Linked DNA regions of Mus musculus: region 1 is linked to region 2. The links are chromatin contacts, called in public capture Hi-C maps. All regions are on one chromosome and are shown on one strand. The core of a region is the stretch at or near the end of the contact, and the rest is flanking DNA. Distances in the headings are between cores, read along the strand shown. Region 1 overlaps Iqgap1 (IQ motif containing GTPase activating protein 1). Region 2 overlaps Crtc3 (CREB regulated transcription coactivator 3).

Evidence for each region. Capture Hi-C pulls out chosen DNA fragments and counts their contacts.
Region 1: a capture Hi-C map of bone marrow-derived macrophages shows a contact between it and region 2, with 7 times the contacts expected there. The contact joins two enhancer-like sites. A contact is called at or near these places in 2 of 39 promoter capture datasets (the C10 cell line and embryonic stem cells), 1 of 15 datasets of contacts at CTCF or cohesin (CD8 T cells), 3 of 484 Hi-C or Micro-C datasets (bone marrow-derived macrophages, double positive thymocytes and macrophages), 5 of 115 datasets of contacts at active chromatin or transcription factors (bone marrow-derived macrophages, effector CD8 T cells, large pre-B cells and 1 more) and 2 of 9 other capture datasets (adipose tissue and bone marrow-derived macrophages).

The regions. Positions count from the first base shown.
Region 1 is chr7:80,713,360-80,718,643 of GRCm38.p6, reverse strand. Iqgap1 (IQ motif containing GTPase activating protein 1) reads left to right here. Exons shown (of 38, transcript NM_016721.2): 37 at 1,525-1,633; 38 at 4,699-5,284. The coding sequence ends at 4,812. Among named protein-coding and RNA genes, the nearest start is that of Crtc3, 27 kb to the right of the region's middle. Within about 2 kb of position 3,168, at least 105 of the 459 cell types and tissues checked have an H3K27ac peak or open chromatin away from gene starts, as enhancers often do. A contact at or near this core is called in CD8 T cells and bone marrow-derived macrophages, where this site is marked.
Region 2 is chr7:80,637,826-80,643,565 of GRCm38.p6, reverse strand. All of the region lies in intron 2 of Crtc3 (CREB regulated transcription coactivator 3), which reads left to right. Gm15880 (predicted gene 15880) reads right to left here. Exons shown (of 5, transcript NR_040343.1): 3 at 4,606-4,816; 4 at 3,918-4,004; 5 at 1-1,597. Among named protein-coding and RNA genes, the nearest start is that of Gm15880, 4.7 kb to the right of the region's middle. Within about 2 kb of position 1,950, at least 123 of the 459 cell types and tissues checked have an H3K27ac peak or open chromatin away from gene starts, as enhancers often do. A contact at or near this core is called in CD8 T cells and bone marrow-derived macrophages, where this site is marked.

The sequences.
Region 1 (5,284 bases), core at 1,919-4,418, 74 kb before region 2:
ACTCACGTTCTGGCTGTACGTGCTCTGCAGTACTGTTTGTCATTGTGGTTGCAAATCATTCTGATATATTGTTGCCATAGTGGTTGCAAATCGGGCTGATACCTTGTTGCCATAGTTCCAGCAGGACTGGTGAATGTGGGTAAGAGCCCAAGCTACTGCTCCCTGCCAGCCATGATCGTATAAAATACCTCCGTAAGGGCTGGAGAGATGCTCAGTGGCTAAGAGCACCCCGGCCAGAAAGCTGACAATCATCTGTAACTCCAGCTCCGGGGGTCCGATGCCTGATTCTGGCCTCCATATAAATACATGCTCACACACGCAGACTACACACACACACACACACACACACACACACACGCACACACACGCACTCTTTTTTTTTTTTTAAGTTTATGTTTCTTAGATTTCTGATTGAGGGGTTGTGTTTTTAGCAGGTTTGATTTTGGTGTGATTTGAGTATGGCTTGTGATTCCCCCCCCCCCCCCCCCCCCCCCCCCCCCGCCAACCCCCGGTCAGTTTTTCGACTGATTCTGTTGTGGTGTTTGGTTTTTGTGTGGTTGTTCTGACATTTGCAGTCCCCCAGTCTCTGACCTAGATTCTTCCCGTCTGTCTGTCATCATTTCCCACTAATCTTCCTGTGCCCCTCTGTTTGCATCTCTTCTCTCTCATTTGCTGCTATGGGCATAGACACTAAAAGACTTACCAAGTGCATTCACACTAATTACTGCACAAAGCAATTATCCGTAGGAAGGAGGCGTTCCAAGCAGGTAAGGTGAAACCACCCCGTTTCTGAGCACGGATGCTGTGAGCGCTCCTTTATCCCCTTGGAGACCTCTTGGGCACCCTTACTGGTTCTTCACTGTCTGTAGTGGGCCACAGCTCTACGGAGCTCTGCAGATGTGGAGTGATTGCTCTGTTCTCCTGGGGAGCAGCATAATCGTACTTATTGCTGGTGCTGTGTGGTTTCCTGCCTAGGGCCGTGTGTACTCATCCTTAAGTACATACATTCTCAGTCCAGTAAAGCAACCTTGCTGACCCCTCTGCTTCCTCACTCATCTCTCACAATCCTCAAACACCCTCCCCTTCCCCAAGAACTGGGTTTCTCTGTGTAGCCCTGGGTATCCTGGAACTCACTCTGTAGACCAGGCTGGTCTCAAGACTCAGGTATCTCCCTGCCTCTGCCTCCCGAGTGCTGGGATGGCAGGTGTGCGCCACCACACCCTGCTCCTTTTCTCACTGACTTTTGACTGTTGCTTCAGGGCGGGGCCATCTGGTCTCACCATTTCAGGCTTTGGTGGCCTTCTCATGGGCCGTCTTGGAACAAATTGCAAGTGCTTCAGGGAGGGGTGACCATTTCTCTCTCCAGGTGTCAAAGCAGACACCACAGCAGGATGCTTTTGCCAATGGCGCTGCCGCTCCAGGCGAACTTAGGTCCAGAATCTACCCCTAGTGCCCCCTCCCCCATCTCAGAGTCTCATTACCTAAAAACTCAAAGCTCACACATACGGTGTTGTGTTTCAACAGATTTAAAAATGTTATCTTCGAAATTGGTCCAACAGAAGAAGTTGGAGACTTTGAAGTAAAAGCCAAGTTCATGGGAGTTCAGATGGAGACTTTCATGTTGCATTATCAGGTGGGTGTGCACAGGCTCAGGCGTGACGCTCTCCGATGAGGTGGGAGAAAAGATAAGGGAAAGCCTTTGGGGAGAGCTTTGTGTATTCAGAGAGCTCGGTGGGCGCCTAGTTGGGAGAAGCTAAGGGCTTGGGGAGTTGGGTGTGGTCTGTGTCCTCTGAGAGTCGTCCTGTGCGGATGCTTTAGAGTGCTCTGACACCTGAATCTTCACTCCAGCCCTGATGAGCTGGTGCCCTGGCCTTGAAGGAGGTACCTAACCACCAGTGTTAGCAGTAAGAGATTCTTTGCTGCTCTGTACTTGAAATCTCTCTTTGTTTTCATTTTTATTTGATATGGATACCTTTTGTTAGGGATATTACTAAAATTTGTGAACACATTGCCTCGTTGTAACTCTGAATCACATTTTAAATTCAAAATTAACTCTGTAGCCGTTTTATAACGTAGCTGCCCCTAATTTATTTTTAAGTTTCTTTTTTTTTTCTTTCTGGTGCTTACATTTGACCCTCAGCATTGTGCTTGCAGGCTGTTTCCCACTGAGTTCAATTTCCAACCCCAAATACCTGATTTTGGGGAGTGGGAGGAATCTTATGTAGCCCAAACTATCCTCAAATCCACTATGTAGTTGAGTCTGGCCTTGAACACTTGACTCTCCTGTTTCTCCCAAATGCTGGGATTATAGATATGTGCCACCATGCCGAGCTGCCTAAATATCTATTTTTGCACATTAAAAAATGTACCAAATAAGGATGGTGACACGCACCAGTAATCCAGCTCTCAGGAGACAGAGGCAAGAAGATTCAGAGTTTGAGGCCAGCCTGGACTTCATTGTAATTCCTGGCCAGCCTGTATAGTGAAAGCAATCTTCAAAATCCAAAGCCAGAAATAATCAGACAATTGAAAGGATTCATGAGCGGTGTCCAGACCCAACTATGTGTGTACCACATAGTAGACCTCTTACGGTTTTTGTTGGTTGGTTTCTTTTTCTTTTCTTTTTTTTTTTTTTAAAGATTTATGTATTTATGTATGTAGCTGTCTTCAGACACACACCAGAAGAGGGCATCAGATCCTATTACAGAAGGTTGTGAGCCACCATGTGGTTGCTGGGAATTGAACTCAGAACCTCTAGAAGAGCAGTCAGTGCTCCTAACCAGTGAGTGACCTCTTCAGCCTGGTTGGCTCATTTCTTTTGCAGTGCTGAGAATCAAACTTTGAGCCTCACACATGCTCTACTGCCAAACTGCTCTTCCATGTCTTGCCACACCCTGCCTTGCTTGCCACTGCCGTGGTCTAGCAAACCAGGCTGGTGCCTCTCTGTGAGCAAGCGTTCCGCCTTCTGCACAGGATGCTCTCCCCTCCTGGAATCAGCCTCCCTCCCTCTGCTCCCTACCTGCCTCCTGCCTCCATCAAACAGTGAGCACTGGCCCGCGCTGCCCCCCTACAGCCGCAGTGATGGCCCTTCCCCTTGACTCAGCAGCCCTGAGACATCCTCTGTTGACAGTGCGAGCTGACTCATTTCCCTGCCACCCCCAAAACTGGGAACTCCTAAGACAGTATGTCTTAGTCATCTGTACCTCCCTGTTGGTAACCAGTAGTCTCTCAGCGCATATTAATTCAGTAACTGTGAAAGGATTTCTTCACACACTGTAACTAAGCATACTGCATACAGTCCCTATTCCATTGGTTTCACTGCCAGTGCAGGCCAACCAGTCTGCTAAGGAGACTGTACACTGCTGCTCGGATTCAGGAACTGGTCTGCCTCATAGGTGCCTGGGGTTAGGGTTAGGCTAGGCAGAGAGGACACACCATGGTCCCCATCCTTGGGACACTGCGGTCCCTTCATGCCCTTCCTCACCACCACTCACCAGTTTAGTGGTAGTGACGACAGTGCTGTCGTAAGCCGCCAGGACTGCAGAGAACATTAGAAAACAGCCGATCATACCGATCACCCCAGAGCCAGCTCTTTCCTGATGGCCTTGCCACCCAACACTTTGAGCCTCAGCAGCTCATCTCTAAAGTTCAGATAATTATGCTTCATAAGGTTTTTGTAATGCCTTGAAAAAATAGTGTGTAAGGTGCCTAACCGAGGCCACACACAGGCTCGGTGCTGGATGGTTGCTCCTCCTGTTGTACTTGCATTTACGTTAGACAACCTTTCTCATGCGGAGTTGAAGTTGGAGTCATATTCAGTTTACAAGAGACCCTGGGCTCAGTCTCCTAAAAACAAAGGACTCCAGTAGACTGCAGAGCTGGAGATGTAGTTCTGTTGGTAGAATGCTTGTTTGGCAGGCACAAACCCCTGGGTTTGATCTCAGCACTGTAGAAACTGAGCCAGGCAGCACATACCTGTCATCCCACCATGGGGTCAGGAGTATTCGGTCAGCCTGTGCAAAAGTGCCAGGGGTGGAGGCGGGGCGGGGGCAGAGCAACTGGTAGGTACTGAGACATTACAGGTCATTCTCATTTTCATTTCTCATTCTCATTGGCATATTTCATAAATTGAAATGCCTTTACTTTTTCTATGTGTATTAAAACCTCTAACCTACATCTGAAACAATGGGGAAATGCCATCATAACTTCTTTTTGATTAATCATTCCTTTACATTTCAAATCATATCCCCCTTCCAGTTACCCCTCAACAAATCCCATCCCATCTCCCCTCTCCCCTCTCCACCCTCCCCTTTGCCTCTTGAGGATGATGCTTCACCCACTCATCCATGCCCTGCTCACTGCTCCAGCGGCCCCTACCGTTGTAACTTTTGAAATAAGCTTTAAATGTATTTTAACTGAACATAACTCCTAATTTCCCTTTGTGTTTAGAATCTTTTACTATAAACTAAATGATAACCTAAGACTAAGTTGTAGGCTCCCTGTTGCTCCAGCACCCAGGGTAGCTGGCCCCAGGGCAGTCGTGCCCCGTAAAGCTCTGCACTGAGAAGTGTGTCTGACCTGCTGCACCATTTCACACCTGGCACAGAAGTCCTGCCTCTCCTCTCCTGGATCGTGGGGTCCTTCCTTTTCTTGTTCTGGATTCGATGGTGAAATTGTTTTGTTTTGTTTTTTAAACAGGACTTGCTGCAGCTACAGTATGAAGGAGTTGCAGTTATGAAATTATTTGATAGAGCTAAAGTGAATGTCAACCTCCTGATCTTCCTTCTCAACAAAAAGTTCTATGGGAAGTAATGGGTCGCTCGCCGCCCAGAAGAGTTAACAAAAAACGGCAGCACCTCACGGCTGTCTTTCTAGGATCCTCCATTATTCCTTAGAAGCAAGGACCTGGTCCAGTGGCGGTGCCTCAGTTCACACTCCCTCTGACGGACGGACGGACGTCAGTGCCCTCTCCCTTCTCCTTGTGAAGCCATAAGCCTGACTTCCCCTCAGCCCTGCTCCCTCATTTTCTCTCATCATGTAGGAAAGAGTGGGACCCCCTCCCAACCCCTTTCTGTTAAAGCCTCCTAAGTGGTCATTACTACTTTGTAGACATTGGTATTTGTTTTACTTAGCAATAAGAATGGTGAAATTCAAATTCTCGTTTAGAAGTGAAAGCTGTCAGGTTGATAGCAAGCATGCACATCAAATTCACCAGAAGTACAACCCATCGGCGCAGTCAGAGGATGGAGTCTGATGTCTTCCGGCTGCTGCCTTTGTGGGCAGA
Region 2 (5,740 bases), core at 701-3,200:
TGAGAGTTGGGGCTGCAGATGCCTACATCATGCCAGCATTGCACGTAGGCGCTGGGGATCTGATCTCTTGTGCTTTGCCCTCTGAGCCATCTCTCCAGATCTTCTGTGTAGTTTTCATTCGCTTTTCTTTTATAAATGCACCTCCCCCCCAACCCCCGCCTGTGGTTTTGTACTATCTTTAGCTGCACGACACATCTTTTACCCTTAATTTTGGTGGTTGAGTTGTTATGTTTTAGAAAATGTGGCCAGTTTTCTGTGATTTGAGTTGCAAGTATTTTCACAGTTTGCTATTTATTAGATTTTTATGATGGGATTTTTTTTCATGCAAATTTAAAAACATGTGGGGTGTGGGACTGTCGCACAGTGGTGCAGTGCTTGAGTTGCAGGCATGGGCCACCCCTGGCTTCCTCTTCGTTGATGTGTCTACCCCTGTACCAGTGCCACACTGTTTGACTAATTACTATAGGTTTATATTACACTTATACATATTGATTTATTTTCATGTGGCTTTTCAGTCCCTAGCTCCCACCCCCAGGCTATTGAATGTTTATTTCCACGATGGTTTTTAAGTTTATCTTATTTTTATTTTAGGCTCATTTGGGGTTTTAGAGGTTTGAATGAGAATGGCCCCCATAGGCTGATGTATTTGAATCCTGGGTCCCCAGTTATTGGAGCAGTTGGAGAGAAGGATTAGATGGCATGGTTTTGTTTAAGGACATTTGCCAATAGGGGCAGACTTGGAGGTTCCAAGAGCCCAGACAATTTACACTTAACTCTCTGCCTCCTACTGTGGCTCTAAATATACTCTTAGTTACTGATCTAGCACCAGGCCTGTCTGCCTGCTGCCGTGCTCCTGGCCAAGATGGGCGTGGAACCGAGCCCTCTGAAACTGAACCACCAGTAAACGCTGTCTTCTTAAGTTGCCTTGGTCTTGGTGTCTTATCACAGCAAGAGAAAAGTAACCAAGACAAAAGTATTTTTAAAAGCAGTGTTGTTAATAACGTTTGCACTGCTAAGCAGTGCCATTAGACTCATGTTTCAGGGGCTTCTTCTGACTGCAGTGTGGAAGCAATGTAGAGGTGACAAGAATAAAGACCAAAAGTCTGTTATAGCTCACCATGGTGTCACACCATGTGGATCCGGTAAGTTTCAGACCAGCCTGGGCTACACAAGTGGGACTTTGACTCAAAACAATCAAAAATAAAACAGCAAATCCCAAGGCTTTTTCAGATACGGAGGGGAAAGTGGATGGAGTTAAGGAGGAAGGGTGTGGGAGACACGGGGTCATCGGGGACACCATAACCAGCATCGCGTATGGCCCAGGGGGAGAGGGGAAAGGGAAAGTGCTCAAGGGGGGCCCCAAACACTGGGCTTAGGCAGCCCCATGGGGCCAGTGCCTGAGGAAGTGCAAAGTGACAAGTTAGTGCCAGGTGAGAGGGTGGCGCACAGTGACCTCCACTGAAGTGCCAGGCACCCAGCCCTTGGGGCGTTGACTGCAGTCGGCAGCTCTGGAGAGATCTGGGCTGTTGGTAGAGTGTGTGACTGACCACTTCCTGGAGAAGTTAGCATTTGAAGGATGGCTCTTGTGTTCAGAAGTCTGCAGAGACAGGAATCATGGAATCATGGAACAGGTTCTAAAATATTACACATAATCCCAGTTTCAGATACTTGAGATATCAGTGACTTAGGTACTGAAAAGTCCATTTGTATTTAGTGACAAGGAAAGGCTGTGGTGCCCTGGGAGTTTCAGTGGAGTGGACAGGGCTGGGAGTTGAGAGCTGAGCAGGGTACTGAGGAGGTGTGGCTGCTCAGACTGCTTGGAGGGAGAATGGTGAATCCTTCTGTCCTGCCCCTCCCCCAGCTTCACGCGTGAGAGCCTTCCTTGGCTGGGCTCATGTGCTCATGGGAAGAGCCAATAGAGGAGAAAGAGGAAGAAGTGTGTGTGTGGGGGGGTGGGGGGTGAGATCCTGGCCCTGTCAAGGGCTTAGAGAAACCGTGGTCTGTGGGGGAAACTACCCCACTGAGGATATGGACAAGTGAAAGATAGCAAAGAAACAGTGTCGCAGTCCCAGCTCTCCAGAGGCTGGAGCAGAAGGATTACTGAAGAAAAAAGAAGACAGGAGGAGGAGCAGCTGTAAACAAAACTGAAGGTGGAATCAGCCCAGGGATTTAGTGAAAGAGTGAGAATGTTTAAAGAGCAAGACCAACAAGGTAGCCCAGCTGTTAAAGGATTGCTGCCATGCCTGATGATTGAGTTCAGTCAGCAGAACACGCATGGTGGAAGGAGAGACCTGAGTCCTGAAAGTGCTCTGACCACTACACGTGGGCTGTGGCATGTGTGCTGCCCTCCACACTACCCTGTCCTACCTTCACATAAAAGTAAATACCTATTTTTAAAAAAGTAACATTAAAAAGCAATTGCTGAGGACATGGACTCAGCTCAGTAGCAGGACCCTGAGTTTAATCCCTAGTATTGAAAAAAAAATTAAAAAATAAAAAGTGGGTTGGAGTAATTCAGTAAACCCAGGAAGACGTGGGTTCAATCCCCGGAACACTCATAAAAGCCAGGTGTGCTGTGCTTGTAATCTGGGCCCTGAAGAGCTGGAGTCACTGGCCAGTCTGCTTAGCAAGTTCCAGAGCAGTGAGAAAGTCTTTCAGAAAAGAGCGGTAATGGACCAGAGGTGCCTCCTCACATGCACACACAGCTGCATCAGTCCATATACATTATAGCCAGCTGTAATGTATACCATGTTACTATCCGTGCTAAAAGAGAAGAGTAGAAGTAAGGTCCGCTCCCACTTGCTGTGCTTACACAGTCGTTCATTGAAGGGCTCATGCAGCCATTACCCTGGCTGTCTATCAGGAAGCAAGAAGGGGAAATGGGATCAGCGGTGTCTCACACTCTCAATCTTTATATTTTTCATTTGTTGAGAGTGTGAATAAATACTTATTTTCTTTTTGAAACAGTGTCTCGTGTAGCTCAGACTGCCTTCAGTTTGCTGTGCAATTGAGGATGACCTTGAACTGTTTTGGGGTCCACCTCCTACCTCTGTGTGCTGGGAGTACAGCTGTGTGACCACCATGCCCTGTTACGGGGTGCTGAGATGGAACCAAGCTTTGTACATGCCAGGCCTGCACTTTACCGCCTGAGCTGTCTTCCCAGCTGTGGACCAGGATTTTCCCAGTTACTCTTGACCCTAAGTGCCCCTGACTTGTCTGTTCAGCAGCTAAGAAACAAACCCTTGCTTTTAGTCTGAGAGAACTTTGCCTTTATTTGACTCTGCCTACTGGGACCAGCATCCTCCGGGAAGCATTTCTGCATCCCTGGGTCAGGGAGGAGGTGTGCATGCCATCTGCTGCACCTGGTCCTCTGCTTCAGCTTCAGCTTCAGCGAATGGGCTTTAAGGTTGGCTTATAGCCCCAGAAAGAAGAGCAAGCCAAGGTTAGCATCCTCATTAAGCTGACACTCACCCTGGCTCTCTCCACAGCCCAGCTATGACACAAACCAGTGACAGTCAGTGCGTCAGCTTGTCACCCCATCACTATTACAAATGATTCCCAGAAACTATAAAACCTCAAATATTCCCCCAAGTAAGCAGAAGTAAGAAACACAGAAAGTCAAAGTGGGGGACAGGGTTCTAGCTTCCTCATTTCATTCCAGTGTTGGAACAAATGGTGAAATGGTTGCACGGATTAGCGCACTTTATATATGTCACACAGGTTAGCACACTTTATATATGTCACACAGGTTAGCACACTTTATATAAGTCACAAGGGTTATAGCACACTTTATATATGTCACAAGGGTTAGCATACTTTATATACGTTACAAGGGTTAGCACACATCATGTTCTTCGTTCCATGCTGATTGTGACTTTCACTTGAAGCATCAGATGAAATAATAATAATAAAATCACCTCAGAGCATTCAGATCCTGGATGAGGGAATAAAGTTCAGGGGCAGAGTCCTTGCCTAAAACTTGTACTGAGACCCTGGTGTCCCCACTGTCACAAAGAAGAGAAAGGAAAACAGCTCATTATATAAACAAAGACATTGAAGTTCCACAAATATACCAGCTCCACTCTCCGCCATTTCTCTGTACCCATTTTCAGTGTAGCAAGCAAAGTAGATGGTCTGCCCCCCGAGGGCTGTGTTAGGGAGGACACCGCGTCAGCACTCAGCTTTCCCTCATGAAAATCCCTGGGTGCTAGATGTTTCAACCCAGACTGGGGGCCTTATACACCACTGTTCTGTGGTCTGGACGGTCACTGCTAGTGAGCCTGTGAGAAGTCAGTGAAGGGTCACTTGTCAGCTTTCCTTACGGTGGCTCAGGAGCTCCTAAAGTCTGTGGGCTGGACTGTGTGACAAGTGAAGCCAGTTGTACTGGGCTCGGTTCTCCCTTCCACGTGGAGGCAGAAGCCGGGGCTTCAGATAGGAGGCAACTCCGTCCAGGTCCTACACGTTTGCCTATTTGGCAAAGATTTCAAACCAATTTAACTCAGCTATAAGTAAGCAACCAGATCCAGTTTTGGTTAAATGGAGAATTCAGGAAAGAGGGAAGGAGGAAAGAAGGAAGGGGAAAAAAAAATTAAAACAGAAACTTACATTCCCAAAAGAATCTGGTTCTCCAGACCTGTTCTCTCTGGGTAGCTTGGTTCCTCGTGGGGACAACTGACTGTAAATCTTTAGCAGCCTGTCATCTGAGCAGATGCCCTCCGGAGACAGGGACTGCTTTGAGGACACTGCAGCTGGGCTAGAAGCTGTTTAACAGAGGACCGCACTCTGAGGATATAGTATATCCTCATGTCCATGGGCCCTGGAGGAGGCAAGATAGCTGATGGTAAGGGTGCTTTGCGTGTGGGTTGGCTGCCCTAAACAGTCATCACAAGTTGTAGTGACTTGTGTGTCTCACGAATCACAAGCAAGCAGCCGGGCGAGGACAGTATCCGATGCTCTTAAACCAAAACAGGATGCGAGGGTTACAGGGTTTTATTTAGCCCAATATCTGTATTTAGAATGATCATGTGCTACATTAGCTGACTGTTCCAGACTGTATTCTTTCCCGACACACGTTTTCTTGGACTTTACTACTTCCTTTGTGAAAGTAAAGACTTGTTTGTTCTTTGTTCATTGTTTTCCCAGTGATGGGATCAAACCCACCGTGCTCGGCGACTGCCCTGCCCATCAGCTGCATATCCTTATTTTGAGTCAGTACTGGGCCAGGGAGGTGGCTCAGTGAGTAAAGGGGCTTCCTGCCAGATCTGACGACCTGAGTTCCATCCCACGAGCCCACGGGGCAGGAGAGAACCTGTTCCCACAAGTTGTCCTCTGCCCTCCACACTCATACTGCAGTGGTGTCCATAGACAAATAAACAGGTTATCTATCGATAGTAAAATAAGGTGGCAATAGATAAAGAAGAAAGGAAACAAAGCATAACAATATACATACTGGTGAGGGCAAGGCAAGTGTTCTTTGTGTAGCCAACTGTATATACTGATAACTAGTTTCAGTATCTTCCAAGGTTTAATTTTTGTTTTTTTCCCCCTTTGCTTGGCATTGAACTTAGGACCTTGTGCATTCTGGGCCAACGGTCTACCACTGAATTGTATCTCCATCCATTTTGTACTTTTAAATTTGAGACAAGGTTTCACTAAGTTGCCCAGGCTGGCTTTGAACTTACTCTGTAGTCCAGGCAGGCCCTGAACTTTTGATCCTCTCTCTTCAGCCTCTTGAGGAGCT